2 separate regions of the Hordeum vulgare genome follow, and region 1 is linked to region 2. The links are chromatin contacts, called in public Hi-C maps. All regions are on one chromosome and are shown on one strand. Each heading gives the region's core, a stretch centred on a gene start, on an enhancer-like site or on the middle of the called end of the contact. The rest is flanking DNA. Distances are from core to core; before and after follow the strand shown.

The links. Hi-C and Micro-C count contacts between places; a contact is called where the count stands out from the background.
Region 1: a Hi-C map of leaf shows a contact between it and region 2, with 4 times the contacts expected there. The contact joins the promoter of LOC123440714 here to the promoter of LOC123445251 in region 2. A contact is called at or near these places in 2 of 6 Hi-C or Micro-C datasets (leaf and seedling).

Annotation. Positions count from the first base shown.
Region 1 is chr3H:575,520,148-575,523,822 of MorexV3_pseudomolecules_assembly, reverse strand. LOC123440714 reads left to right here and starts at 1,694. Exons shown (of 1, transcript XM_045117264.1): 1 at 1,694-2,298. The coding sequence starts at 1,777. The coding sequence ends at 2,037.
Region 2 is chr3H:575,374,853-575,378,299 of MorexV3_pseudomolecules_assembly, reverse strand. It overlaps LOC123445251 (squamosa promoter-binding-like protein 2), which reads right to left and starts at 1,871. Exons shown (of 3, transcript XM_045122214.1): 1 at 957-1,871. The coding sequence starts at 1,336.

The DNA.
Region 1 (3,675 bases), core at 445-2,944, 150 kb before region 2:
TATCCACCAGGATCGGCAAGTAGCAAAGCAGTGGCGTTTTGGCGTCCCCATCATTTACCTGCACCACTGCATTGACTACTCCTACACGCACGCCGACACACGCAGCTCCGCTACCACCGTCGGCTTCTCGAGCTTCGCCGCGAGTCGGCAGGAGCCGCAAGCCACGGGCTTGACGCTGAGGTGGCGGAGGCATTCCCAACATGCAATGCGCTGTGGTGCGGGAAACAAGACGAGGCCCGCGCTGAGTGATTAGATGGCGGTCATTTATTTGTTCAAAGTCATCAATCCCAGTGCCACATCATCAAATCCTCTCTAAAAACACCTTAAGGTCAAAAACAACCAGGATCGGTGAATTCAGGGTATGGAATTCAGGGATTTTGACGTCGGGGTTCATTTGTGTCGTCTTTTACAATTTCAGGGTTTAAATCAGACTTCACTCTTCTGAAAACGTCTTGTTTCCTCATACGTGTGTTGTGTACGTGCAACTGGGGCCGGTGCTAGCTAGATGATGCGTCCATGGATTGATTGATATCTTGTTGCCGCTGGTACATAAACAATACGAGGTTTTTTTTTTTTGGAAAGGCAGGTTAAACCCCTGCCTCCGTATCAATCTATGCATGCGACTATCTTTATTAATTATTTCATAAAAATCTGACAAAAACATGCATCAATCCATCTGAAATCATAACTCACACCTATACATTTGGTAATGTGGAGTCTTTTTATTCTTCATATCTAAAATCAGTGTCGTCGTTAATTCATCCACATAATATATCAAGACCAACAGTCAATGTAGTAGACCTAAAACATACATCACATGTACACGTTTTAAAAGCCATCATAAAAACGTACCTAGTCTCAGGTTCAGGCTAGTACAACCAGTCTTTGCATATTTCTTCCTTAGCTTTAACAATTAACACCATATAGGTTAACTGTTCCCAATGCAATTGTGACTTGTAAGATATACTCTCTCCGTTTCTAAATATAAGACGTTTTAATTTTTATTATTATAAAGTACATACTAATGTATGTAGACATCTTTTAGAATGTAGATTTCTCTATTTTGCTTTATATGTAGTTTACAATACAATTTTTAAAAGGTTTTATATTTAGAAACAAGGAAGTATATCATATATGCACAGAACCACAAACAACTACACGAGGATTTGATGAACGATTCACAAAGGATAGAGAGGAATCAGGAATCTGACGAGGATAATATTCGCAGTGCATAGAGGATATCCAAAGCGACGATCTTTTCTTTCTGATCTGCAAAGGGCGAGAGGCAGGCAAAGAACCTTGGCAAGCATGTGATCTTTTCTTTCTGATCTACAAAGGGCGAGAGGCAGGCAAAGAACTTTGGCAAGCATGTGCTAGTGCATACGTGTATTTTTGTCACAAGATCGACCAACCGTATATTATCATGGGGCACTGGATGCAATCATACACACCACAAAACCAGCTTAGGTTTCGTTGGGTGGCACCTCCTCGTGCCACTTACCACTGGACCCTCCGAAAGCATTAGAATCTCCTGTCAGTGACAGCTCCCAGATTCACTTTGCCAGAGCTACATTTCGTTTGGTGCACGCATGCTCATTATCCTATCCCATGGCATCAAAACGACAGGACGTGACATGGAGTGGAACACTACCCGTCTCACGCACCAACCAGTATAAAACGCAGCTGCCTCTTCGTCATTCCAGCATCACAAAGCAAAGGCACACACAACACAAGTGCGCAGCCACAAAAAGCTTAGGCAGAATCAAACACAGTGCAATGGAGGGAACCATGAAGAACGGCGCCAGGGCGATCAAGGGGAAGGTGGCCATGGCGTACTCCAAGTACGCCGGCAAGGTCCAGGCCAAGCCTGCCCCGAGCGTCACCACCGCACACGCCTACCAGCCCAGGTACCCTTCTTCCATCGACGCCACCGCGAGCGCCCCCTACGCCGCGGCCGGTGATGTCGACGAGAGGGCCACGGCGTTCATACTGTCCGTCCGAGAGCGCTTCAAGAACGAGCAGAAGATGATGAGTTAGTTGAGCTCCGTCGTTGCAGTTCAGGTAGGTCCAGGCTCCGGGAGAGGTTTTATATTTGATGGAACATCTTCTGGGTAGCCATGGATACATACTACGTGTGTCTAAGTGGTACACCGTGTACTTTTTTTTCTTCTCTTTTTGTAACTTCACTTTGATCATAAGAGTGGAAGAAAGGGCTGATAACATAATCCCCATATATATCCGAAAAAAAAATGTTGGGATGTGAATATGATCCTTCATCAAAGTGGAATTTGTGTGCCATTCATTTTTGTTGGCCCGACAGTTCATCTTGGCCGTGTAAAGAATCTTAAAATTTAACCAGATTTTTAACAGGATTCTCCACTACATACTCTTGGTGGAGTATGTATTATCACTGGTAAATAAGTATTTATGTAGGTAAGTTATTAAAAATGTGATCAAGGGATAATGAGCTCGCCCATGCACGGGTCGGATATAATTCTCCCACTTGGAAAGGCGTGTAGACTGATCGAGGAGTAGCCTACCCTGCGTCGTCCTCCCGGGGCGACTCGGGCGGCGGCGCATCCCCACCCTCTCAAGACTCAAGGCCTCTTCCCCGTGTTTCCCCTCCCCTCACCGCCGTCCCATGGCCTTCGCCGGGCAAAAGCCGGTGCGGATCCGGCGTTGGCGGGACTCTAGCGTCCGTGGGGCGGCTAGTCGTCGAGTGGGGCTCTTCCGGTGGCAGACCGCGTGGCGCTCTTCCACGCGTGTCACAAGTGCCTGGGGTACAGGAGTGCTGGGGTAGTGAGAGGACGGTGATGGGAGCGACTGTGGAGATGTAGCGAGCGTCTACGGCCACATGTGGCTTGGCGTGTGTGGTGTAAGTGCAACGCGTAGAGGTAGAGGTGAGTGGCCTTGGGGTGCGGCGCGTGCGCTCAGCTCAGCGGCGGATGCAGGGGCCTCTTGATCAGAGTATGTTGCAGGCTGGTCGCGACTCCTTCGGCCGCTCGGGCGGCCTGGGGCAGTGCAGCTCGTGCATGTACGACACTTGATGGGGTTATAGTCCAAGTCAGTTCCGACTGAACTAAGAAGTTCCCATCATCCAGTCGGTAACAGATCTTCGACCATCCAGTCGGAGACGAGCATTCGGAGTATATCAAACTGACCGACTGGATTCCACTCTGTGCATCGTAACCTCCCTGGGGGGAAACAGTCATACGTTTCCACACACCTTTATTAGCATTTAAGACGTACGTTACCTGTAACGTAGGCATTTATTCGTCACTACTCCACCCCTGTGCACCGAACCGTTGTGGAGGGCAGCGCACTCTATATAAGCCACCCTCCCCCACTGGTGCAGAAGTTAGCAAATCATTGTATTCCATATTCCACTCGACAACAAGCTCCGAGAGCAATGAGACGTAGGGCTATTACCTCCACCGCAAAGGGGCCTGAACTCATACAATCTCGCCGTAGCTAAGGCTCTGCCCATCCTTTTCGTACCCTACACATCTACTGTCAGACTTATACCCACGACAGTTGGCGCCCACCGTGGGGCAGGCGTCTAAGCGACTTCCGACGAGTTTGCGACTACTTCCTTTCGTCATGTCGTCCGGTGGAGATTCGAGCATGGGTCACCAGATCTTCTTCGGCGCTCTCTCCTTCATCGTCGACGATTCG
Region 2 (3,447 bases), core at 622-3,121:
GAGATCCATGATCCCTGCCTTCTAGAACAGGCATATGGGATGAATTCCCAGTTTCGAAACCACCGAGGACGGACGTGGAAAGCGTGCGTCGCGACAAGGGGCGGCGGCGACAGGGAGCGGTGGAGGACAGGGACGCGGCCGTTGAGCAGCAGCAGCAGCCACGCCATGAGAACGACGACCTGAAAGGTCCAGTTCCGGCGTGAGCGTCGTTGTAGGGCAGGTGCACGGGCCGGGTCGGGCTGCGCCACGGCACCTTAATGGTGGCGCGTGTGCGCTTGTCTCGTTCATACACACATCCGGCCACCAGCCCGGGCCCGGGCCCGGGACCAGACTCCGACCCGCCCGGAATTTTATCCGTCTCCACGACCACGTCGGTTAAATTCTCTTGCTTCTCCTCTGATACTGCTTTCATTTTCAGGTAGGAGTAGGAGTACCAGTGCAAATGTTTTGCATGGAAAATAAACTTTTGGAGATAGTTTTGAGTGATTTTTTCGCTGTGGAATTTACGGTGAGTGGGGAACAGATGGGGGCGGCAGGAACAGGGGTTTTTGGTGTGGTCCACGTCGGACGATTAGTCGCTAGCGCCAAGCGAGCCATGATGATGGCCCAAGGGACTGCGAACTGCTCCGCTCCGGCTGACAGCGAATTGCTGCGATTAAAACGGTCGCCGTAGTTGGTTAGCCATCGCGTACTACCGCCGCCGCTGCTGCAGCAGCTGCTACAGTGTCCGCGGCGAGGTTTTCGGCGGGGTTGAAACGATTCGCTGCAACTCTCGTGCAACAGTGGTAACTCGTGGAAGGATCTTGCTACTTACTACTCTACTACACGGTAAAGATGTTACTAGTAGTGGCAAAAGCGGAGCATGGATGCATGTCATAAGGCAAGGAACAAGTTGGTGGTAGGGAATGCACGACCAAAAAAAAATGGAAAAAGAGAGAGAGAAGTGTAGGGTGTACCTGCTGCACTGCTGGCAGAAGCGCTGCTGCTGGCCGGCGACGGCGACGACGGGCGTCTTGGAGTGCGCCTCGCAGACCTTGTGCCGGCGGTGGTACTCGCGGCACCGGGACAGGTCGGCCGTGCACCCCTCCACGGAGCACGCCGGCACCGTCTGCTGCCCCTGCCCCGCCCGGGCACGCTTCGCCGTCGCCGCGGAAGGCGGCTGCTGCTGCTGCTGCTGCTGCACCGATACAACCGGCGCCGGGACCGGCCTCCAGCTCGTCGGCGCGCCGAGCTTCAGGTCCAGCGCCCCGCCGCCGCCTCCTCCTCCCCCGCCGCCGCTGGGCGCGACCACCGTGCCGAGGTCCCAAGAAGGCATCTTGGGCTCCCAAGAATCCATGCCAAATACACGCGCACGCACGCACGTCTCTCTGTGTCCAGAGAATTCCTTCCCCCGCACGGCGCCGGGAGCTTGCTTCTGCCGCCGACGATCAGGAAATGGTGGGGCTTAAAAAGGGACTCTTTCTCCGCCGTACGCAGACAAGAACCGCGCACCACTCCCCTCGGTCCTCGCCAAGGAAGAAGAAGAGGGAGAGAGTACAGTATGCAGTGCAGCAGCGAGAGGGGTTGATTGGAAGCAAGGGCTTGGGAGGACGGAAGAAAAGCGAGATGGACCGACCGATCGATCGATGACGGAGAGATCAAAGCGAAGCAGGAGCATGCAATTAAGAACCCAGGAGCCAGACCACCCACCAGCACCAGGGTCCAGGGGAGAGGAGCTACTGCCTACTGCAACTGGTCTAGTGCTGCTGCTGCTAGCTTGCTTGCTTGCCGGGGCGGCTTAAGCTTTAAAGCGAGCGAGGACGGAGGACGGAGAAGGAAGGAAGAGAACAGTGGAGAGTGAAGAAGGGCTAGCAGCAGCAGCACCAACCCCGATGAGAGAAAGCTGGAGATGGGGGAGGGGAGGGGGGAGGAGGGGGAGGAGGGAGGGACAGTACTTGCAGACAACACAGGAGGAGACTCCTATTGGAGGACTCCAAACTCCAAAGGTGGCAATAATTGCCGAGACGGGCCGAGAGGGAACCACCTCACCTCCACCTCCACCACCACTGTTCACTGACTCGCTTTAGATTTTACCCCTGCTACCACCACCACCAGAGATCAGTAGTTATTATCAGTAGTCCCGAGCAGTACGCCTGCGATGTAGAGAGAGAGGAGAGGGTGGTAGGAGGAAAGAGAGAAGAGAAGCCAGTGCTGCTGCTGCTGCTGCTGCGTCAGTGCAGTGTGGTGGTAGGGACGACGAGTTGGTATGAGAGAGAGGGCAGGGGACGGTGCAAATGGAGGAAAGAGAGGAGGATTCCGCCCTTCCTTTCCGTTTGGTGCTAGCCGCTCCCCTAGCGTGGCGTTTCCTTTGCCTGTTTGGGGCTTGGTTTGCTCTTTTTTAGGGGATCGATGGACGGACGGACGGACGGAGGCTTTCTCTCGCTGCCGCTACCGGTGATAGTTTGATAGAGAGATGAGATGTGAACGGAGGGGAGCTGCCGCGCTTGGGTTCTACTCAGTCAGAGGACGTGTGAGAGCAGGACCCTTCATTCATTCATCTTTTGTAGGGGATGGATGGACGGACGGAATGACGGGCTGGGGCAGGGAAAAAGTACGGTGCGGGAAAAGCTTGGAAAGGGATGGGTGCATGGCCGCAGGGAAAAAAGAGAAGAGAGAGGGGGAGCTGCTGTGTGCTCGATGGATGCTTTTCTGTTTTGTACTTTGGGTTTTTTCGTGTTTGTGTGTGTGCGTGTGTGGAGTGTTTTGCTGCCTCGTTTCAGCTGACATGATGTGTTCACAGATCACAGCAAATGAGAAAATAAAACGAAAGCTAATCATAGCCACGCTCCCTTTCATGATGACAAAAATAAAAATGTCATTCCTACGCACAATATTTACAGAAATCTCATATACCGTGAGAGAGACAATAAGTGTCGGAACTATGAAGAAAAAGCGAGGAAATTACGGCTAGAGATTTGAACTAGTCAGTAAGGTTTTTGTGAAGCAAACTACTCGTTTAGAGATTATTGCTACACACACATCCTGAGATATATGAAATTTATATGCTTGGGTAGTGAGGCATTGGCTATATAGCCGCAGTTTTAGTTCTCATCCATAAGTTTTTATGTCGATGGGCAGTTCAATATACACGTGAATTAATAAGTTTTAAATACTAGGCATGAGCATCATAGAAAACAGCGACGGGTGTGGAAAACAATGCATCAAATCGTACTATTATTATACAGTCAAGAAGATACGTAAGGAATAATAACATGTCAGTATTAGTTTTAGCTTTCCCACGATGAAAGTACAACCCGTGAAACTATATTATACGTCATCGACAAATGAGGTTTCATGAAACGAGAACAAACTAATAACTTATTCACGGTTGCGCGACAGCTTTTCTATAAATATGTCCAAGGTGGAAGTATTCTAAAGCATCTGAAACCGCAGGGTTTTTTCATTCGT